Linked DNA regions of Mus musculus: regions 1, 2, 4 and 5 are each linked to region 3. The links are chromatin contacts, called in public Hi-C maps. All regions are on one chromosome and are shown on one strand. Each heading gives the region's core, a stretch centred on a gene start, on an enhancer-like site or on the middle of the called end of the contact. The rest is flanking DNA. Distances are from core to core; before and after follow the strand shown.

The links. A called contact is a pair of places that touch in the nucleus more often than the background predicts.
Region 1: a contact with region 3 is called in a Hi-C map of cerebral cortex, with 5 times the contacts expected there. The contact joins two enhancer-like sites. A contact is called at or near these places in 2 of 484 Hi-C or Micro-C datasets (cerebral cortex and cortical neurons).
Region 2: a Hi-C map of cortical neurons shows a contact between it and region 3, with 1.8 times the contacts expected there. The contact joins two enhancer-like sites. A contact is called at or near these places in 10 of 484 Hi-C or Micro-C datasets (cortical neurons, embryonic stem cells, gonadal supporting cells and 2 more).
Region 4: a Hi-C map of cerebral cortex shows a contact between it and region 3, with 3 times the contacts expected there. The contact joins two enhancer-like sites. A contact is called at or near these places in 3 of 484 Hi-C or Micro-C datasets (cerebral cortex, muscle stem cells and ventral hippocampal neurons).
Region 5: a Hi-C map of cerebral cortex shows a contact between it and region 3, with 4 times the contacts expected there. The contact joins two enhancer-like sites. A contact is called at or near these places in 2 of 484 Hi-C or Micro-C datasets (cerebral cortex and cortical neurons).

What each region holds. Positions count from the first base shown.
Region 1 is chr13:68,887,836-68,892,334 of GRCm38.p6, reverse strand. It overlaps Adcy2 (adenylate cyclase 2), which reads left to right. Exons shown (of 25, transcript NM_153534.2): 3 at 4,215-4,376. Among named protein-coding and RNA genes, the nearest start is that of Adcy2, 110 kb to the left of the region's middle. Within about 2 kb of position 2,309, at least 17 of the 459 cell types and tissues checked have an H3K27ac peak or open chromatin away from gene starts, as enhancers often do. A contact at or near this core is called in cerebral cortex and cortical neurons, where this site is marked.
Region 2 is chr13:68,814,235-68,819,109 of GRCm38.p6, reverse strand. All of the region lies in intron 3 of Adcy2 (adenylate cyclase 2), which reads left to right. Among named protein-coding and RNA genes, the nearest start is that of Adcy2, 180 kb to the left of the region's middle. Within about 2 kb of position 3,214, at least 14 of the 459 cell types and tissues checked have an H3K27ac peak or open chromatin away from gene starts, as enhancers often do. A contact at or near this core is called in cortical neurons and muscle stem cells, where this site is marked.
Region 3 is chr13:69,459,641-69,464,514 of GRCm38.p6, reverse strand. No RefSeq gene overlaps it. Among named protein-coding and RNA genes, the nearest start is that of Gm35514, 67 kb to the right of the region's middle. Within about 2 kb of position 3,379, at least 9 of the 459 cell types and tissues checked have an H3K27ac peak or open chromatin away from gene starts, as enhancers often do. A contact at or near this core is called in cerebral cortex, cortical neurons and muscle stem cells, where this site is marked.
Region 4 is chr13:68,747,083-68,751,570 of GRCm38.p6, reverse strand. The region is part of intron 4 of Adcy2 (adenylate cyclase 2); the gene reads left to right. Among named protein-coding and RNA genes, the nearest start is that of Gm34903, 150 kb to the right of the region's middle. Within about 2 kb of position 1,525, at least 33 of the 459 cell types and tissues checked have an H3K27ac peak or open chromatin away from gene starts, as enhancers often do. A contact at or near this core is called in cerebral cortex and muscle stem cells, where this site is marked.
Region 5 is chr13:68,705,180-68,709,610 of GRCm38.p6, reverse strand. The region is part of intron 14 of Adcy2 (adenylate cyclase 2); the gene reads left to right. Among named protein-coding and RNA genes, the nearest start is that of Gm34903, 100 kb to the right of the region's middle. Within about 2 kb of position 2,025, at least 41 of the 459 cell types and tissues checked have an H3K27ac peak or open chromatin away from gene starts, as enhancers often do. A contact at or near this core is called in cerebral cortex and cortical neurons, where this site is marked.

The DNA.
Region 1 (4,499 bases), core at 1,060-3,559, 570 kb after region 3:
AATAGACATTTTGTAAAGACAACAAAATTTACGAAGCAGTTCCCACATCGGGTGCAGCCCTGAACACTGCAGTCTTGGCTCTTAGTAAATCAAGGTGTGCTGTTAAAGTACCAGTATCCTTCACTGTGTAAGGGGGGGCATTAATCTATAAATAGGAACTATAAACATGATGAGTGAAGTTGGTGAGAAGCACTAGATGTGTCATGTCTTGCAGAGTTCTTAGGGCAGACCAGAGAAGGCCATCATCTAAGAAAGAAAAGCCATAGATCTCTACACTCAGAAGCACAAGCTTTGCAGTATTATCTGGATAAGGGAAAATAGAATTTTGAAGCAAGGTCGATCAGAGGACACATATTAAAATCAGTTCATGGGTACTTGCCTTGCTAGGAATGATCAGCACTCAGGGAAAGCATATGCCATAAGTGAACTAGTCGTGAACTAGTGAAATCAATATATTCACATCTATAGATTTGTGCCACAAAATATTTGTTTTAAAAAGCAAACTGATCATATAAAAGTAATCCACTTTTATAAATATAACGTTAATGGGACAGAGGAGGGATATGTAGCTTTGGTATGGATTTAGACCAGCTGAGCTCTGCTTATTGACTTGGGAGATAATACTACAAATACGAATCAGGTGTTTGCATAACTACAGTCATCTGAGACCTTCTATCCTCACTTCCTGATATATACTAGAGGAGTTCCAACACTGTCATTTTATGACTGCCAGGGAGAAAAGGTGACAAGATATATCATGCACCATTTATTTTTTCTACTCTAAGAGGACACACTAGTTGTGTTTATGCTTCATAGACACTTATGAAACTTCCCCTAACCGAGAAGAAAATGGTGACAGGAAGTTGAACTGGTTGTCTTGAAACATGGAGACAGGAATTGAGTGGATACAAACAAGAAAGGATTCACTGAGCTGTCAGAGGTCAGAAGAGGGAGAGAGTGTGTTATATAAGCTATATTCTTGCCAGGTGGAAAGGCCCTGAGACAGTGTCATGGATGTCAGGCAGAACAACAGACAGATACCAGGAATGTACACAGGAAGTTCAAAGCCAGAAGAGAACATGGCTAAGGATAAGCTTTGGTGGTATGTGCCTTTGTGATTGGAAACTGGGCCATCACCAGATAAAGTGAGGTGGGTACAAAAGGAACAGGTCAGTGAGCAGAGAGAAAAGCTCTGAGAGCTAGAGAGGAGTGGAAATCGAAAGTCAGGAAGATGTGTGTGTCTTGCAGAGGTTCAGTGAGAACGAGTACTTGTGGCCCCTTTACTGGCATGAACATGGCCACTTCAGATACTCTGCCACCTGCCTTTCCTGCAGTCTTGAGAACAGTGATCTTGCTTTGATTTTGAGGCTCTTGTCCCACACAGAGAGAAAAGTACAGCTAAGAGGAATCTCATGTCCCCATGGTAACATGGAAACCCTAGAGACTGCAAGAGAAGTTTCTGGAGCATTTTGCCCAACATGTTTTTAGATGTGCCAGAGCCATTTACATACAGTGCTCTTTGGAGTTAGAAACTAGACCTAATGATCTGAAAACCTATTGAGATTAATAAGGTGTAAAGGCCATTCCTCCGAGAAGCCTTAAACTTGACTTCCATTGGCCAAGTCACACTGGTGGGTGACACAGGGGTCTTTGCCTGAGCTCTTGAAGCACCAATGCTGGAACCCTGGGCTTGATTTGTTGCAATTGCTTACCTCAACTTTGGAAACGTAATCGTGCTAGGTTAGCCCTCAGTAAATGCTTGCAAAGGTTAGTAACTGACTTGAAACAATGTGATTGGTTCCCTGAACATTTTCTTCATATACTGGCCTCAGGGAGGCTTCCTGAGGGAGGCAATCCTGTTCTGTCTGGACAGATCATTGCTCACTGCATAAAGTGCCCCTGAAAGCAGTGCTGGGTCTCATCCACACACAGAACAGGAAAAACGGAATGTGTGTCATGCTGACTGCTAGTGCTCTGCCGAGAGCAACATCTCCATAGTCTTTTATTTTGAAGAGGCAAAAGAAAAAAACATGTTTGCTAGAAAAAGTATGGCTATGTTAATCTGCTCACCCACATTTTTTATCCTGACAGCCCATATAAATATAGCTTGAAGGGGAGGAAGCGGGGGCTTGAAGCAGATGGCCCACACCAAACTCAGGCTTCCCGAGGACTTCTGGTCACTTTGCCCACCCACGATGGCTTTCTCCTTGGCTGTCATTCCACGATGACAGAACTTGCAGCAAATAGAGAAGATGTTTAGAGCCCATTTCATTGTCTCTTCAGAGTGGGGCTGGGTAGGAAGGGTGGCCCTTCTCTCAGCCATGAAGACAGCTGGCATGCATGGCAGACTCATCCCCTCAGTTGTAACGGCTCAGAGCTGTGATCGAGCCTTCGCTCCTCATTCTGTAGGAGATGCTGCCCCCTCAGAGGAACCCATGCTTTTTTTTTTGAGGAATGAATGGATGTCCTTCTTAGAATGTCCTGAAGAAAATAAAAGGACACGTTTTAGGAATTCAGTTATTTTTAGGCTGTAAACGTCTTGTTTTCTGTGTAGTCTTGCAAGTGTGATGGTAATACAAAGACAGCTTGCAAAGTGCCATCCTGGAACCATAGCATGGAGGTAGACAAGACCTTTATGTTGTAAATGTGCAGAATGGGCAAGAGAAGATGAAGCCCACCACTCTCTGGGCTGCATTGTCCTGAGTCTGTGGTCACCAGAGCCTGGTGGTCATTCACACTTGGACACTCAAAGAAAACACACACCATAACAGTTGTGGTGATCTGGCCATGCCCACACAGCTGACCAGGTCTCTGTGTCCTCTTCTCATGGTGTATATGACTGTAGTCACATGCCTTTCTCTCCCCTGAGGCCTATGACCTCAGGCTCTCTTGCTATAGTTACCACATGCTTATATTCTCTCTCTTGCTCCTCTGTCTCTGGCTCATTTGCAATGAAAAAAAATGCTCTCATTTTATTACCTAGTAAGCATTTTCATTTCCATTCTCAAAATTTCTCTGAGTGGTTTCATATTGATTTTTATAAAAGTGAAATTCATAAAATATAAGTTAGCCATTTTACAGTGAAGAATACAGAGACATTCAGTACATTCTCAGTATTGGGCAATGGACATCTCTGTCCAACTCAAATGCCTTCCCATCACCCAAGGGAAGTCTACAATTGCTGTGCGATCTCTGTGCTTCTACTGCCCCACAGGCCTGCTCACAGACCTTGCCAACCAGGTCATCAGCATCTGCTTCCTGTCTCTGGATTTACTAACTACACATGGTCTATATAAAGCGAATCTTACAATGTGGAGCCTTTGAGGCTCTTCCACATTGTATCATATACCAAAGCTTTAATCCACGTTATTCGTGAATCACATTCTGGTGTGCAGATATGACAGGTGATATCCACCCACTGCTGGGTATCTGTGTTCTCATCTTTTAACTGATATGCAAATCCTATGATTAAAATGTACATGCATATATTTAAAATATCATTCTAAGGAGTGGAACCATAGGATCAGAGGGTCATTCTATGTTTAATCTCTTTGCCAGGGAGCACTAACCTGTTCCACTACAGCGGGACCATCTGCACCCAAGCACCTTTGGTAACTCAGAAGCAATGACTCCAAGCCTCAGGGATGCGAGACCGGCTTTGCTCTTTCACACAAGCGCCCCCAAGCTCAGTCTCATGTATGCGGTAGTTTGTTTGCTAAAATTTGAAGTCCCACACAAGAAACCGTTTCCCCATCACAATGGCAAGCTAGTTTTTTCTCCCCTCCCCCTTTTAATCTGTGTATATGCATATCTGTGCATGTGCTACAACAAATATGGCGGAAAGAGAACAATCTCAGGTGTTGGTTTTCTCCTTCCGCCCTGACACAGGGTTTGAGCATTTGTTTCAATGACCCTCGTGAGTCTAGCTGCCCTGCAAGCTCTTGGATATCTTCTATGTGTCCGCTTCCTATCTTTCCACAGGACTCTGTGACTACCACACCCAGATTTACGTGGTTCCAGGGATTCAGCCTTGGGTCCTCGCATTTCCACCGCCAATGCTTCCTGCACTAGGCTTGTTATAATTCAGTGTATTTGTTTGACTCTATATTGTGATGATGTCGTTTCTCAAATGAGGGTGTTGTCGTCTTCGGCCTCCTTTAATGATAACTGAACCCGGGATTTTCTGATGCTTCATTGTTTTCTTCCCTCCACAGGTGTCATTCTTCCTCTTCATCATCTTCGTGGTGTACACCATGCTTCCCTTCAACATGAGGGATGCCATCATCGCCAGCGTCCTCACCTCTTCATCTCATACGATAGTGCTGAGTGTCTACCTGTCTGCAACACCAGGGGCCAAGGAGCACCTGTTCTGGCAGGTGAGTACCCTTCCTCGTGGGAGCCACTGGCCTTTCAGAGCTCTTCCTAGCATCGGTCGGAGCTGCCAGGGTGGATTTGTTGGCTGCTCCTTGACATGGTCTGCAAGGGCTGCTGAGCCTTGT
Region 2 (4,875 bases), core at 1,965-4,464, 650 kb after region 3:
GAAAGAACGTTGGTCTTGCATAGTGTCACAGCCAGCCAGGAACCAACCCTTCAACTCATGGCTTTTATGATATATTTCAGAACCAAATTATAGTACAAGAAAAATGACAATTTTATGCAGAGAATATGGGACATTTCTTTTGGCCGTGTTGTAGAATATCTTACAGAGCCACTGGGTAGAGAATTGTGCCAGGTAGCTGGTCACAAGTGAGTTATGAGAGGAAGCCGTGTCTAGGACTGAAGCACAGATTTGTGGGGCATTTTACTAATAGCATTGTGTCGACCATACTTGCCAACACAATCACTTAGCTGGAATTCTAAAGGAGTAAAGCAAATCTAAGAAGCCAGAGTGTGGAGGTGGGAACAGAAGAGCCCCAGGAATGCTCAATGAAAGCTGACAATAATGTACGACACAGGAAAATGCCAGGAGGCAGGCTGGAAGCTTGCAGAGCCTGACAGGTGTGGAGGCTGGATCATGTACATGTACCAGGGTGAATTTGGGGGAAGCATTCAGCAATTTGAGATTGTCAAGATAGAACCTCTCATATGCTCAGGAGTCCAGCTGTAGTTGGGGTGGACATTACCAATTTAGCAGATGGCCAAGAACTGGGAGTCATCAGGTTACAGATCTTGAGATCTCTTAGAATGAGAGATAAAGCTGGGTTCCAGAGAGGGCTCCAAGACAGGTCCTGATGTTCACAGTTATGCTGAGAGCTGCCCATCTCTGCTCTGGAGCCCAGTGGTCTGATCTTTGCTTAGGACCCGGTCCTTCACAAATAGCTCCTACTGGCTTCTTTTTGACAGTAATTTTTAGACCAGTTTAATTTTTTTTTTGACAGAATCAAAGGTTTTCTTTTAAATGAACAGAGGAAAAACCATGGAAGACATTCAGGTAAGGCCAAGTCAGTAAGGACATCTGCATCTTAGACCTCTGTAATATGCAAAGATCAGATATTGGGACATTTGAAAAGTCTGGCTGCAAGCCTTATATCAGAAGGCAATCTCTGCACATTCTAATAGTCACTGGTCCCAAACTCCAAACTTGAGTCACACTTGCGCTTGAGAAACAAGGCTTTCTACTTAGAGAAAAGCCTTCATTTGGTGAATATGGCAACCAGTGTCATGATAAACAACACACACTCACACACCCATGCATATGCATGGATACATAAACACACATGTGCACACATGCACAAACACACATGTGCACACAGTGCACAGACACATATACACTCATATGCACATGCACAATCACACATGTGCACATTCACACAAACACACATGCACAAACACATATGCGCACAAATATGCACACACTCCCATATCAGTCATTCCTGTCACATCCAGACCACTTGTTTGTCTTTCATCTGTTTGAGATCCTTTCCTCTTCTTCCTTTTCATCTTCAGATTCTCTGCCTTGATCATAGGACAGCATCAGGACACCGTGCTGCAAATTTGGTGGCAAAGGCAGGTTTTTTTTCTCACAAGACAAGGTCAATGTGTAGTTAGTGAGACCTTTCCTCCAGAGACCGAAGCATAGGCCCTTATTTTACCTTCTGTGGGTTCTAGTAACTTCTTGTACTCCTTAGCTCATGGATGCCTCACAGTAGTCTAGACCTCATCTCAACTTGGGTTTTCCTCTCTGTCATCTCTCCTCATGTGGCTTGAGGAGACTCTCATCCGTGATAATATAATATTAAACTCTTAAGTTTTATCACACCTTTTGTGCCATAGTCACTGTCATGGGCTTCCAGTGGGTGGAAGAGTCACCACTGAGTAGCAACAGGCAATGATAGGGTGCTTCCAACATTCCTAGTAGACACAATCTTACATCAAAGTCCACAACCCTTTGGTCTTCACTATCTTAAGATATTCTGAGCACAGGACAAATAGTCTTCCCCAGAGAAGAGCACAAGGATTGGTTATCCAGTACCAAATGGTCCAGTCCTGAAAACATATATACATATAGCATTATACAGACGGGGCAGGTTGTATTTATGTATTTAGGGGCATATATGCATATACATATATGTATGTAACAATAATTCATGGGAAAAAATAGGTCATGAATTGGAAAGAGAACAAGGAGGGGTGTATTGGAGGGTTTGAAGAGAGAAAAGGGAAGAGAGAAACAGTGTGATTATAGAACAGTCTCATAAAGTTAAAATAAATACTGGTAAATAGAGAAGATGCACATCAGGTACCAGGCGGGTACACCCACACTGAACTCAATCCAGATCCCCCATCGGAGCTTGCAACCCATAATTATATAAAATGCTCCTTGAAGGAGGGGTGTATTTTTTTTTGATTGTCTAGCTCTTTGGTTTCATTTGGTCTGGTTTGGACTCTGATGGAGTTGAAGCCAGCACCTCCCACATAGTAGCCAAGTAGTGAACGTGGTGTATCCACGGCCACCTTTGGATATATTTTTAGAGTGTACCAAGTGGTCATTTCTTGAATGTCTTCTTCATTTCATCGCCTTTATTTCTCATCCTTCAGCCCTTCGGGCACTGAGCCAATTCACAGTGTCCCTTTTGTGCTTCTCTCTATAACTACCTTCATAAGGTCCCTTTTAGTTGGTCTTATGATACAATGGTAGACATCTACCATATAAATCTATCTTGGTATTTCTGCCTCTAGATGAAGGGTGACTTTTTTTATTGTTCTGAATTTCTTTTCTTATTGGTTTGCCAGACTATTTAAGGTACACCATATACATTGCTTTTATATGTGGTCTCAACTTGTTCATTTAATTTACAAACACTCTCAGAAAAGCTGCATGGAGCTCCCGCTATGACACAGGCAAGGCTGTTTGCTGAGTCACCTGGGCTTCCCAAATATGAGTCAGCCTTAAATTTGGCTGGGAGAAAGAGAAAGCCAAAATACAGAAGCTTGAACAAATGGGAATCAGTTGCTTTGCATAAAAACATTCAGAAGAATGGATCCTGCCCATGGTCCAATGTGTTAGTGATGTTGGGGTTGGTTCCTCCAGGGGTCTACTCGCTTTCCACACAGTTGTGAGAGACTACTGCAGATCCAACCACTTCATCTGGTAAAATACCAAGCAGAGGGAGCAGGAAGTTAGATGCATCCCAAGAACTGCACCTGCTGTTCTTTCTCGGTAAATTAAGTTTCAAGAGAACCCTTCCTCCCACATACCACTCATCTGGCTTCTTGCCACATCCAATCACAGGAGAGCCTGAGGAGACAGACATATGGTGTTTTACCCTGCCTTGTCTTTGTGTGTATGTGTTGGGGGTAGTGCAAGCACCCACAGACACAGGGGTAGGAAAGTCTTGACTAACAGACCAGACCAGCTGTTTCTAGATCTTAGTGCACGGGGTCTCATCTGCTGCAATGAAAATAGCTATTAGCTTAGTAGGCAGTCATTAACTCTAAAGTAGATAAGCCATGGAACTGGAGTTTCTCCCCATTTAAATACAGGGGTGAGCTTTCTGGAATGCAATGCTGTGGGCACAGAACCCCACTGCTGTCATCCTAAGACTGCGGTCAACCTTAGAGAGAGAGCTGTTAATTAGATGGGGAGACACGTTATTTTGGAGGGGATGCTAGCAGATGTTTTGATGCCAGATTTGATGCAGCATGAAGGAAACCTCTTGCTGAGGGCCTGGGTGGGATACAGACACTGGCCTGTGCCTCCCTTGGAGGGGAGACTCACTCGATGTTCTCAGTATGTTCCTTTGGGTCTCCAACCAATGGAATGTGGTAGTGGAAATGGAGCAGAAACACGAAAAATTATACAAACAATATTTCATCTCTGTTATTAGTACAAAAATTGGTTTATGAAAACAAATTATTTATGAAAGACAATTTGATATTTAAATGTGGACTTGGCTCATGATCGTATACATGGAGCACTGGTTGTAAGCTGGGTTCTTTCTGGGTACATTCTTGCAGGCTCTGGAGTACGGTCCTTCTTACTGATTTTAAATTTATTACAGTTGCTCACCCAGACTAGCCAGTTCAGAACACTGGGATGCTGCAACAGAAGAACACAGGAGTGATAGATAATTTCAGATGGCTGGCATAGTATCCAGTTTTAATGTGATAGTCTCTGTTTCCTTAGAAAACTATTGTATATTGGCTCTGTGCCTAGAGGCACAATTTATCTGTACACAGAAGTATATAGCTCATCATCTGAGAGGGCACATTTCAAAGCATCCTTTCGTAGGTCATAAGGAAACAAGTCCTCCCAGGAATCTAGGCCTTAGCGTTATACTCTGTTTACTGACTTCCTTCCCTAGACACCGAGTCTACCCATTGCCATGGTCCTCTGAAATGCCCCCTACACAGCATAGTGACATGAGAGAGCTGGCCTTGGCTCACTCTTATCAAACCCATTCTGCCTTTCCCCTCCTTCCTGGAGGTGCCTAATCCTTTTCACAGGTGCTCTCTTCTCTCAACAGTCAATACAGAACACCCCATTCCCCCAAGTGAGTGGAAGGATATCGTTTCTTCTGCTTAAAGCATTCATCCAGGCCTCACATTTCATGTTTGGATAATGAAGCACTGTGTGTCCTCATTAGCATTCTCCATTATTCCATCCATGATGAAAACTTCTCAGCTCTTCTCTCCACACGGACTGTTGCTCGGCTCTGAAAGTGCTAAAGCTGACTCCTCTGCTTTGTACCTGACGTTACGTTTCTCCATTGGTCCTGCACAGCATAGTCCCATGGAGATAATTATGTTAAAGATCAATTAACTGAACCTCCTGGAGTGGATTCCAGGCATGCACCTGTCTTTTCTGTGTGCAAGGTGCCTGTGTGGCACACCCAAATTCGAATCCTAGTGCCCCGACACTTGTCAGGAAATGATCCAGGGAAGCTTCACTTTGTCTTTCCAATCACTTCCCTGA
Region 3 (4,874 bases), core at 2,130-4,629:
AGACTCCTTTTGAGGCTCTCAACACTACTACTTTCGCTTATTGAGTTCTTTATTTTCAAAAATGTGTTGAGTTCTTTTTCAGGATTCTAATGCCTTGGCTGAGTTTCTCATTTACATCTAGAGTTGTTTTCCTAATCCTGTGGAATGACATTAAGTCAGGTCTGTGTTGTCTTTAGTTTTGTTTTGTTTCCTTCTAACAAATGATCCCCCACATTACTGACTCTTTACTTCATCCACGCCCTTTAAGACCTAATGTTGGAGTCATTGTACATGGGATGTCCTACTCCCTTGCCCTTTTGTGCCTCTTTGGACTCCATCTTGAGATCTGGATGTCTACTGGATCAGTTCCCTCTGCCACTTTTGTAAGGTGACTTTTTTTGTAAGTGACATTTTAAAAGGAAGAGCCTTGGATGTCATTTTGGTAAACTATGCTGGTCTGTCTCTGACTGGGCAATGTAGTGTTGACTCACTATGGATCACTCAGCTATAGCCCATGTGTTTGGACTCAGTGTTTGTGTGTGCATGTGTGTGTGTGTGTGTTTGCATGTGTGTGGTGGTTGGTGAGAAAGCACTTTCCCCCCCCAGGAGCTACAGAGGGAAGGAAGCGTTGTGGGTGAGACTTCTATGTGGCCACTGTAGCACTGAAGGAGGAGGTGGGGGAACAGAGGACATTGTGGTTGTTTCATGCACAGCAGCTGGTGCTTCAGTGACTCAGCAACTTTGTATCCATAGAGAGCATAGTGTATAGGACACACACCTGGTCTCAATTAGGTAGTGTTTTAGTTACTGTTTTATTGCTTGGAGGAGACACTGTGACAAAGGCAACTTGTTTATAGTTTAAGAGGGTTAGTGATCATTATCATCATGGTGGAGAGCATGGTGACAGAGAGGCAAGCATTGTGCTTGTGCTGCAGGGTTGAGGTGGGAGATACTGGACCTAATATGGGCTTTTGAAACCTCAAAGCCCAAGCCCCTAGTAACATACCTTTTCTAAGTCCACACCCCCTAATCCTTCCCAAACAGTTCCTCTAACTAGGGACCAATCATCCAAACATAGGAGCCTACAGGGGACATTCTCATTCAAATGGTGACAGGTGGGCTCTGGACGGTTACAAAGGCAGCTTGAACTAATAATTATGAGTCTTGGGAGCATGGAGGCTGTTCAGTGATGCAGACAGCTCTTCTGTTGCATGAGTGACTTAGCATGATTGTGGGCTGCATTGGAGGCTGCAGATGCCTTTTGAACTGATGAGGAGAGAAGCTTAGCTGATTGTGACTCAGTAACATTGGGGTGGCAGTGTCAATACATCAAGTTCACCAGATGGCATGGTCAGGTGCATGCCAGGGCAAGAGTACTATGGAATCTCTGCCCGGTGATGGAGGCAGCTCACGGCGACTACTGCCTGGGATGATTACATCATGGCTTGGGGTGTTGTGGAGGAAGTTTGGAGGCAGCCAGGATGAAAGCAGAGGACTATCCTCTGTACACCATCCCCACTGCAGCAGCCTGGAATCTGGTAGTACAGCCACATTTTTTTTTGTTTGTTTGTTTGGTACACTTATTTGGTTTTTTAATTAATTAATTAATTTTTATTTATTTATTTATATTTTTATTTTGTTTTTTTGAGACAGGGTTTCTCTCTTTGTAGCCCTGGCTGTCCTGGAACTCACTCTGTAGACCAGGCTGGCCCCGAACTTAGAAATCTGCCTGCCTCTGCCTCCCAAGTGCTGGTCACATTTATTTGTAACCAGAAGGTTCACTGGGAATAGCTGCTTCATGACAGTCTTTGACACTGAATGAGTCCTGTGTTGAAAAGGTAAGAGTCAGGGAGATTAACCTTTCCCTATGTCTCTTCCAGGGCACTCTGGATGTATAGCTGCAGGGCACAGTGACTAACGCAGAGCTTAGAGCAGTGTTGGGGGAACCACAGAGTCTCCTTATAGGTCTTTTTCGGGGGTGGGGATGAGGGTGGGGGTAGGGAGATCTCTCTTCCTCTTATTCTCTTCCCCCCAACTCCTTTCTTAGTCCGTCCTTACACAGCCAGTGGAATGCTCTTGCTGTGTCTCAGTCACTGTGCTCCGTGAAAGTGCCTATGTTCAGGAAGAGAATAACCTGACTCAGCCATGAGTGACAGGCCACTAGCTAGATGTCATGGCTGCTTTAATCTCTTCTTTCTTTACCTGGATGCCTCCCAATGAGCTGGTCAGCTTGTCATATCCTATGCTCCCTGGACCAATCGCTGTGTGTGATTGCATGTGGGATGTGAGATTTCATGGGTGTCCACGGGGCTAAGAGTGGGGAGGAACACAGAGATGCCTTCGCTCGGTATGTGAACAGCAGGGAAGAAGATCTCACCATTTTACATCTGCACCCAGTCACCTCTCAGGGAAGTGGGCCTAAACACAGCTCATGCCAAGCCGACCACACATACCTTGTTTTCATGCACGCCTCCCATCTTCTGTGCCTTGCTGGTCATCTGGCAGACATTTGTGTGTGTGTGTGTGTGTGTGTGTGTAACTATTAGCATGCTTTAATTCAACTTTTCTTAAGTTCCACTGATCACCTCCAAAAGCCACGTGAGAAATCACTGGTGAGAGACATACTGGAGAAATGACAAATCTTTTAAATTCAAACTCCATTTTAGAGAACCTAACCTAAGTTTGAACTCAGGTAAACTAGCAGGCTGGTACCTAGCATTAGTTTCCAAGTTGCCCCACCCAACAAAACCGGAGCCTAGCTCCAGTCTCTAGGCTAATCTCCAACAAGACCAGCGTTTCCAGGTTACACCATCAACAAGACCGAGGTCTCCAGGTTTTTTCCCCAACAAACCTGCACCCCCCCCCAGGTTACAAGCCCACCCCTTGCCTAACAACCACCAATGCAGAGGGGAGCAGAAGTTAACTTTATGATATGACTCCCAGCACCAACCAATTATGTTAAAGGCCACAGGAGCTTTCCAATTAGATGCTTGCACATGTACTCCCTGCTTGCTGCTTACTATAAAGTCTTGCCCTATAGACATTCGGGGATCCTCCCCAAAAAAACTTTCTCTGTGACAGCGGTGCGTTGGGGGTGTGTGTGTGGGGTGAGCTAGCTTGAATAAAGACCCTGCTGTGAGTTGCATCAAATTGGCTTCTGTCTGGTTTTCTTTTTTGGGGGAGGGGGGGCGAGGGGGTCACTGTTTCCCTGGCACTACACTGGAGTGTGCTCATCCTGTTTTCTGGAAGCAATTTAGAATTCTTGAACAAGTACCTGAGGTCAGCTGCTGCAATATGAACAAGGGTGAATCGTTTTTCTACACAGAGACCACAGGACCGTGAGAGAAAACCAAACAAAAACTGAAACCCAGTTGGTGCAAACCAGAGACACTGGGGGGCGCTATTTCTCTACCCAGGCTGCCAGTGAGCGGCTGGACTCTGAGCTTTGGAGCACTTTCTTCCTTTCTGCAGTTTCCACTCTTGTCTGGGGGCTCACAGGTGTCTGTCGTTCTTCACACCTGACACGCTTACTCCCACAAGCTAAGATCTCTTCACCCAAAAAAGGCGCCTGGCTAACCTGTGACTTTATTTTAGGGGGAATTTCATGCACCAAGCTCTGGAAAGGAGAGGAAAGTCTGGGCGTCACGTCACTTCCAGACATCTGCCCACACCCAGGAGTCTCGAGTGGATGGATATGACCGTCCTCATAGCTTGCTCTTCACTGATGAGGAGACATGTGTGGAACCCACCTGGGCAGGAGTGACCCTCGGGAGTGGCTGAGATCTCAGAGGACTATGGGGTTGGGGATCTAGGTGTTTGGGGCTCATGAGTGGGACTCACGGGGCAGGGAGGTTTCGAGTTTTTGTTTTTGTTTTTCCCAAAGCACAACTCCTCTGGACTCTTCTGAGAAGAACACAAGGCATTTAGACGTAAAGATACTCCATCCACAGCAACTAAGAAATAGATTAGGGACAAAGCACCAACGTTTTACAGCTTAGGAAATGGGGTTTCTGGGGTCTCTTGGAAGGGGCCTCGAAGGTCGGCAGTTGGGTGATATTTCTAGATCACTTCCAGCTGTCTTCCCCTTGGCACCTTGATATTAGTTGTAAGCACAGAGGCAGCTTAATATTTTATTTGTAAGTAGAAGTGGGTGGGAAAGTTATTCTTCCTTGGAAAGAATTGTTGAAAGGAGAAGGGTGGCATTTTCCATGAGTTGTAGGAAAATGGTTCCCTTAGCCTCACTACCAGGGACTTCAGGTCAGAGAGTTTCACCACTGGCCTCCAGGCGGCGCCATCGCCTCAGCGCAGCTCCATGGTGACTTCGCAAGACTGCAAATTAGAAGGTAATTAATAGAAGAGACTTTTAATTGTTTCTACATTCTGGAAATGAAACAGTTTTCCTTTGAAGAAAATCTAAAACTTAGTGTTGAGGGGAGTAGCTGAAACTCTTTCCTAAATTTAGATATTCCCAAAGTGTTTACAATTACTACATATTGTTTAGAGTGAGCCCAGGATTCATTATCTATTAAGTGATTTGCAGCAGGCCTTCTTTAAATGACAACTTCTTAACTTCTTTTCATTTATTATAACATGCCACAGTTTTATTTGAATATAAACAACACATTACATGATATACTTTTGTTCCAAACAGCATACTAAGTGATGGCTTTCCCTCCCGGCCTTCTTCCCCTCCCCCATCTCTAATGTCAGCTTTGCTAGCCGGGGCCCCTCCAGCAGTAGCTTCAAATCCCGGGCCTCTCCAGCAGTAGCTTCATTTCCCTTTCCTACCACACTCATTTTCCTGCCCTCTCTTTCTTTCCCTCTTTCCTGACATCTTCCTTTCCCTCTTTCCTGCCCCTTTTTCTAGTTTAATGATTTATACCCCCTCACAAATT
Region 4 (4,488 bases), core at 276-2,775, 710 kb after region 3:
TTTGTGACAGCCATGGATGTCTTGGATCTTATCTGCCGTGCTTCAGGTGGCTTGGGAGTGCTCCCTTGGGATAGTCTAGCTGAGTTGCTCACACTGATCGGACTTTCTTTTCCTACTGTGCACAGCCCATGAAAGCAAGCACTTAATATTTTCATTGAGAACTAATAAAGTCACATTCATTCCTCTGCCTGGAGGCTGGGGCAAGAGGGAGGCCTTCCTTCCTCACCAAGACAAAAAGTTCCAGTTTCTCCGTTCCTTGCCCCTTGCTTTTTCCCACAGTTCAGGGATTCCCCTCATCCCTTGCACAGAGACTGCAAACGCTTTCTCATTTATTCCTCCCCGGGTTTATGGACACTGGTGAGAATCTCCTGACTTTGTTGGGTTACTACGAATTATATCTGTTTATTCGTTGGGATTTCTTGTTGCCTTTTAAAAGTGTTGGTCCATTTGGTTAGATATTGGCAAAGCAGAAATTTACTTTTATAGTTTTAATGCAATATAAATTTGGGCATTTACCTTGTTCATATCCTTATGGCTACTGACAAATTGAGTCATAAATATTAACCGTTAAATAGCTTTGATAAACACTAGGAGTCACAAAGATTATATAAGCGAAATTTATCATTTCTGCCTGTTTTGGGCAACAACTGGGAGCGGGTAGCATGAAGTTAAATGTCACGTGAGCACTGCTGATTAAAAGCCTGACTCCTCGGAGAAAAGAGTGATGTGTGGAGTCATGCTGCCCGAGAGAGACAACTGTGTGCCCATTGCAACTGACACATTCAGAATCCTTTATGTCAAGCAGTATCCTAAAGTCATTATAACAATACTTTCTTAAATGACACAGCAAACCTCTAGTAAGGACTCTTTCATTCCCCTATGTGTGGAGGGCAAGCATAGAACTGAAAATAAAAATCAATAGGGATTTGTAAAATCCTTAATTCATATAGGGTAAATAACCTTATAATGAATGTAGAGCCACTGCATCTGTGGGCAACTGCTTAATTTTACTTATTCTCTCTCTCTCTCTCTCTCTCTCTCTCTCTCTCTCTCTCTCTCTCTCTCTCTCTCTCTCTCTCTCTCTATCTCTCTCTCTTTCTCTCCCTCTCTCTCTAAGAGAATGGTATGCCCGGTGTGAGGTTTCCATAGGAGCAAATGGTAGAGAGTAACATTAAAGTTCCTGGGAGGCCCAGCCCTACTCTGTGTTATCCTGCACAGCGCAAGCTTAGCCCAGAGCCAGGGTTCAGAGGAAAGATCAGATGAATCTGTGAGCATAGAGTTAGAAACAAAAGGAACTCACAGAATCAAGTTGGAGTCCAAAGTAACTCAGCCAGCACTTAAAGCTGTAGTTTCTGAGTTCCTGGGATGGCTCACAAACTAAAACTGCCAGACTTACTGCAGAAACCACCGCCCTTGGCTCCACCTACGTTTGGGTCAATGAATATCAGAAGAATGCAAAATGTGGAGAGAGAGGCTGAGGTGGCCAGATTCTTTTACACTGCAAGTCTGCGAGTCTGCGAGGGCTTGGGACTGACTTGCTTTGACAAATGGGAAGTGACAGTGTGCAGTTCTACAGCCCACGCTGCATGGGGATACGCCAGTCGCCTTCTCACTTTTGAGAATGCTGCTTTGGGATGGCAGCAGAGGCCTGCATGGCCTAGGGAAGAACACATGGCCAGACTTGGAAAACAGAACCAAAGCGTCTGAGTTTGCCAGAAGCAACTGCCACACAGACCTCCAACTAGAGCCTACGGCATGGCCAGGACTTTGACTGAACCCAGTCGTCTGCTTCAGCCGCAACCAAATCAGAACCTGCCCCACACCTGCCCCGCTTTCCCACATCATGAGGATGAAGGTCTCAGTGTTTTCCAACCTACTATTTTTAGGTGATTATTTTTGCAGCAATAGCTGATGAAAACACATTCCTAAATGAAAACAGACTTATGCTCAGGCAGGGTGGTGCATAGTGTGAAAAAATCACATGCTGCTCCCTCAGAAACCACTGCATGGGAGTCAACATTTTATCTAATTTCAGCCCAGCACACATCTAGTCAGTCCTTTTAAAATCTTTGCACTGACTGAGCGATATTTTTGCTTGGCATAAGAAGCACCAAGTTTCTCTATTATGCTAATGTAGTTTATTCAAAGTAATCAATAAATATGGTTTTTAATTGAATTTTCCCACTAGCCATGTCTTCCATTCCAAGGCTGGTCTGAATTTTTGTTTCCTGGCAGAAAATGTGCCTTCTTTTTGCTTTGGCAGGCTTCAGTTCATATGTTATTCATTTTCTCCTCCATCCCTCTACATTGCATTCTGGGCTGGGCTTGCTCCATCCCGTCAGCAGCTGGAGTCTGCCACAGGAGGAGCCTTGGCCTGAGTGGTTTACCTGAGCGTTCAGGCTTGGATCTGCAGAAACAATGGGGATAATACTACTTCTTCAGCTCTGCGGACATCAGAAATAAGAAGCCCTTCAGGGAGGTGTTGAAAAGAATATCAAATCTCCACAGGTCTACAGTTCCCCAAGAACCTGTGCATCCCTAGCAACTAACATAATATACAAGAAAAAAAAATTTAAATGTGTGAATGTAAATATGCCCATACATGCATGAAGCTTCCATACATATATGTACAGAGTATGTTCTCCATGATTTCTTCTTTAGAGAAAATCAGATGGTTTCAAGAATGAACAGAAATGAAATTCAGGACATATTCCGATTTTTGTTGACATATGTAAGGATATCTTCTCATCTCCTCCTGACACTTGACAGCAAAAGCCCACAACTGACTGCAGGCATTTACTTCAATAGCTTTCAGCCCTTGAGGACTCTGAGGGTCAAGAAGGTGCTATAATTTACATGCTGCCTTCTTAAGAAGTAACAGACATAAGCCGGATATTTTCCTAAGATCTGTCATTGAAGAATTAGATGATGTAATGAATACACTGGAAATTCTGTTCAAAGTGTCATAAGGCCTTTGGTCCTTCATTCATGCATTCTTTGCTGAATTCATTCAGCAAATACTGTCTCTCTATCATGTCAGGCTCTGGGATCTGTGTTTGATGCTGGACACACAATATTGAAAATACACAGTACCTCAGTTAGGGTTTTACTACTGTGAACAGACACCATGACCAAGGCAACACTTATAAGGACAACATTTAATTGGGGCTGGCTTACAGGTTCAGAGGTTCAGTCCATTATCACCAAGGCTAGCGCATGGTAGCATCCAGGCAGGCATGGTGAAGAAGGAGCTGACAGTTCTACATCTTCATCTGAAGGCTGCAAACAGAATACTCACTTGCAGTCAGCTAGGATGAGGGTCTTAAAGCCCACACCCACAGTGACACACCTACTCGAATAGAGCCATGCCTTCTAATAGTGCCACTCTCTGGGCCAAGCATATACAAACCATCACACAGTCTGAACAAATATGTACCAGATATAAATATATAATTCTAGTGGGATTTAATGACCACTGCAAGGGGGAACATGGGGTCCCAAAGCAGTTTGGGCATGGAAAAATGTGGAATGAGGGAGTAAAGGTATTATAAGCTTGTCTGAAAATTTGTTTTAAAATAGCCTTAACTAAGGAAGGTGGGTAGGAACAACATGAAGGGATCAGTCATCCAGGACCCAGGGGAAGAATGTTCTCTGCAGTAGAACGTACTCCATAAGGTCTGAAAGGAGGAAAAGGGGAGGTGAGGCACATACAGAACACCGTGTCTTAGAATATACTGGGCATGTGCACTTTCCAGGCATTGGAAGCATCCAGAGCTGGTGCCCAGCTGGGCTCAGCTCACAGTCTACCAGGTGATTGTTTTTCTTTGGACCTGAATCTCTGATCAGTGCTAATGTTACTGGGTTGTAACTTCTCCCGTTTTAGTTGTCAGAGGATGCAGAAGACATCAGGGTTTTCTTAGTCTCCTGAAGAAAATAATTCAAGAGTGGATTCAAAAGAAAAAGTCAAAGACAATTTTATTAGCACTTAAAAGAAAAACCTCAGGGCAGGCAAGCTGTAAAAGCCTCAGCGGTGCGGAGGAAAGAATTAAAAAGCCACGCCATTTAAGCTGCCATGAAGGTCAGACACATGGTAGATGAGTAAGACAGCCCAAAGGGTTGGGAGAACACAAACTGCTGAGGAAAGCATTCTGGGAAAAGAGAAGAGAGATGTTGCATTCTGTCGAATGATTCAGAAAAGGAGGTCAACTTAAAGCTTCACAGTTGTGCCCCTAAGCAAAAGTACAATATCTCATTAAAGGACCAATTATTCCGCTCATCTCTCTAACAAGGCTTAAGGTGAACCCGCCTTCCCAGTGGTGATTTCTTGGCCAGTGATTGGCATAGGCCAACTGGCATGTTAAGTCTCCACTCTGGTCAGAGATTCTGCTCTCTTAATCAGATGGAATTTCCCCGTATTGAGCCTTTATTCCTATTTCTAGCACCAAGAGCTTGTATTCTTGGCCACAGACAAGTGGTGAGATGTGCCGA
Region 5 (4,431 bases), core at 776-3,275, 750 kb after region 3:
ACCAATCAGTGCCCTTTCTGACTTTAACACCATTGTTGGGGCTTATGAAATGTCTCAGTGATAAACTGCTCAAATAATAAACATGAGGAACTGACGTGAAAGCCCTAACACCTACGGTTTAAAAAAAAGAAAAGAAAAATCAGTCTGGCAACCCATCCTGCACCTCCAGCGCTGGATGGGGTCAGAGACAAGTGGATCCTGGGATCTTTTTGGTCGACTATTCTAGCCAAAATGGCAAGCTTCAGGTTAGATGAGAAACTTGATCTTGAAAAATAAGGCAGAGAGCAATAGGGGAAGGTACCTGGTGTCAACTTCAGGCCGCCACAGCACACATGCAGAGGAAAGCACCGCTGCACATGTTTGTGTGCACATATGTACATACACAGTGTCATGGGATGAAGATGAACACCTGCTCTACAAATGCCATTCCTTCATTTTTTTGTAAGTTCTGTGAATTATGCACCCTTCTTTCATCTTAAATCTACCCACTGTCATAGGTCAGTTTCCAGCTGGTTTTAAGAGAGACGTGAAACACAGGAAGAAATGTGAGCCATGCAAGTCCTGTCTTTTAGGATAGAGTCCTTCAGGTTCTAACCAACTGACAAAAAGCATTATATTGTAACTGGGGGAACTGGAGTCTCATCTCAGTGTTCTTAGACTCATTAGTAAGAGAATTTAATAACAGACCCAGAGACAGTCTTGAAGAAAGTTTTATTAGAGTTTGAAAGAAAAAAAAGCATCACAGGTAAGTTCTAAATCTGAGAGGATTCCTACAGGAAAATAATGGAAAAGGGAGAAGAGAGGAAACCTGTGCCATTTGTAAGCAACTGTATGGTAGAAATGTCAGAGAGAGCGACAGAGACAGAGACAGAGAGACAGACAGAGAGACAGAGACAGAGAGAGAGGTGCCCCCTCACTCTTTCTTTAAAGGTTGGGATTATGGCACGTATCTGAAAGAAAGAGATGGAAAAAAGAAAAACTTACACTTTGCCAAGTAATTCAGAAAATCAGGCAGGCTTAGCCTAGCCCTCAGCAAGTGACAATTCTGAGGGCAGAGTGTCTGATAAGGGAAAGTACATTATTCCTTCTATCACCTCAGCATGGCTCAAGGTGAATCCGCCTGCCTTAGAAGTGGTTCCATGTCAGGTGATTGACAGGCCCGGTTGGATTAACTTTTTGGAGTAACTTAAAATGCAAGGTCTCGATCCAAGAACAGGAATAGGTTCCAGTCTTTTGACAAGGGAAAATAGTGATCCCTGATGGGCATCGACTGAGCACTAATAAAGGATTCTGTACCAATCCTCCCTCTAAAGAAATAACCTAACCTCATTTAGGAGATGCACCAAAATTGGGGGATAGAAACGGTCTACCTCCACCATGACACCCGAGGTCTGGTTCCAATGTCATTCAACAGACAGGAGCAGCATCCAGACTGGTGATCCAGTCACATCCCCACATATAGCCAAGGCAGGGTTGCTCAGAACACAGATTCCTGTTCTGCTTACAGGATCTATACCCTGAGCTCTATCCACTGCTTTTGCCATCCTAATTCCTAAAGGGTCCTTCCTCTCACACTTACTTTCATATGGCTGTCTCCAAAGAAGATGACTTTTGTTTTATAGCTTAAAGGAAGTTTTAGGAAATTCATCCTTCTTATTATAAATGGATATATATATATATATATATATATTCTGAAATAGATTTTCTCTAGTCACTGCGTATTCTGTAGGAGCCAAAAAAAGAAAAGAAAAAAGCATTTTCAATCTACCAGGATTCAATATTGTACTGCCGTTTATCCTGTGTAGTGCAGCCAGGATTTGTGGGCAGCTAACCTGCTCAGATTGAGTGGCACCCTTTCCTGATAAAGATGCTTAGCAATTAGAAGCAAGCACTATCTTCCCCTCTATACAACAAAGGTTTTCATCCTGGGCACTGAGCCAGAACCCTGGCATTCACAGGAGTGATAGCCAGCCAGGGCATTACTCATGCACACAGTTCCTCAGCTGTCTCCCCTGTTTTGGAGAGGTTCCCACCAGATTTCCTCCTTTTTTACAAATTAGCATCAGCAGGCATGGGCCCCCAAGGCGCCCTTCTTCTCTGCTTAAAAAAAAATTTTTCCTCAGTGAAATTTCCCACTGTCAGCTGATCAGCCTTCCGTTCAAAAATGCCAACAAATTAAATTCCTTTCTAGTACCAGGCCTGAAGCAGCTGGTATGTGAGAGAAATGTGTGTGCTCCACTAGGGCTGCCAGGGAGCAGAAGTTTGTCGTGGAGTCATGATCGCCCAGGGAACTGGGGCACAGCGCCACTGGCGAGTGCATAAGTTCATTTTCCTGCATCTATCTGTTAGGTGAACCTCTATATTACCTACATCCTAAGTGATGCAGGGGCTGTCGATCACTGGAAAGATGAATGGTTGTTTTAAAAAAAAATCCCCAAGGAAGACAAAAGACTGAGGGGGAAAATGCTTCATAATTTTCAGTTAAGAAAGAGATTGCAACCCTTTCTGGTTGGCGACAGCACCGGGTCACCTTGGGCAAGGAGTCGGCAGACACTCTCACGGTCCCTAGAGGACTCTCCACGAGATCTTAGGATCACTGGTAAGTGGAACACAACATCGGTTCCAATCCAATCTCGAGGGACCTGAGATGGCATTAAGGAAGCAGAAAACCAGCCTAACCAGGGGCACAAGTCCCTTCTGGTCTGCACCAGCACCGGGTCACCTTGGGCAAGGAGTCAGCAGACACCCCCACGGTCCCTAGAGGACTCTTCACAGGATCTTAGGATCACTGGTGATCCTAAGTTCCAATCCAACATCAGTTCCAATCCAATTGTGACAGGCCTGTGACAGCAGGAACAAGGACACTGGAGCCCTTCCTGGACAGAGGCTCAGGTTCCTTTTGATCAGTTCTGGTTTACTTTGGTTCCGAACAGACCAGACAGCTCCAAGGTCCTCAAAGGAGACACCATTTCCAGGCACTGTAACACACCCAGGATCTTAGGACAACAGGATCCCAGGATAACAGGAGCTGGGCCACACCAGTATTTCAGGGTCTCAGAGGAGCTTGACTGCAAAGAACTCTGATACACCTAGAATCTCAGGTTCACAGGATCCCACAATCAAAGGATCACAGAGAAAGCTGGACTCTGAGGAGTCCTGAATCAACTAGGATTATATGAAGGACAAGCTCCAATCAGATATATCGAGGGCAGCAAGCACTTGAGAGATGGCAGGAGGCAAGAATAAGAACAGAAGCAACAGAAACCAAGGTTACTTGGCATCATCAGAACCAAACTCTCCCACCTTAGCAAGTCCTGGATACACCATCACACCAGAAAAACAAGACATGGATGTAAAGTCACTTCTCATGATGATGATGGAGGACTTAAAGAGAGAAATAAAGGAAAACACAAGCAAACAGCTAGAAGCCTTTAAAGAGGAAACACAAAAATCCCTTAGAGAGTTACGGGAAAACACTACCAAACAGGTGATGGTATTGAACAAAACCACCCAGGATCTAAAAATGGAAGTAGAAACAATAAAGAAAATCCAAAAGGAGATAACTCTGGAGATAGAAATCTTAGGAAAGAAATCAGGAACCATAGATGCAAGCATCAGCAACAGAATACAAGAGATGGAAGAGAGAATCTCAGGTACAGAAGATTCCATAGGGATCATGGACACAACAATCAAAGAAAATGCAAAATGCAAAAAGATCCTAATTCAAAAATACATCCAGGAAATCCAGGACACAATGAGAAGACCAAACCTACGGATAATAGGAGTAGAATGGAATGAAGATTTTCAACTTAAAGGGCCAGCAAATATCTTCAACAAAATTATAGAAGAAAACTTCCCACACCTAAAGAAAGAGATGCCCATGAACATACAAGAAGCCTACAGAACTCCAAATAGACTGGACCAGAAAAGAAATTCCTCCTGACACATAATAATCAGAACAACAAATGCACTAAATAAAGACCGAATATTAAAAGCAGTAAGGGAAAAAGGTCAAGTAACATATAAAGGCAGGCCAGACTTCTAACCAGAGACTATGAAAGCCAGAAGATCCTGGACAGATGTTATACAGACACTAAGCGAAGACAAATGCCAGCCCAGGCTACTATACCCAGCAAAACTCCCAATTACCATAGATGGAGAAACCAAAGTATTCCATGACAAAACCAAATTCACACAATTTCTTTTCATTAATCCAGCCCTTCAAAGGATAATAACGGGGAAAAAACCAATACAAGGACGGAAATTACACCCTAGAAAAAGCAAGAAAGTAATACTTCAACAAACCTAACAGAAGACAGCCACAAGAACAGAATCCTAACTCTAACAACAAAATGACAGGAAGCAACAATTACTTTTCCTTAATATCTCTTAATATCACTGGACACAATTCCCCAACAAATAGACATAGAC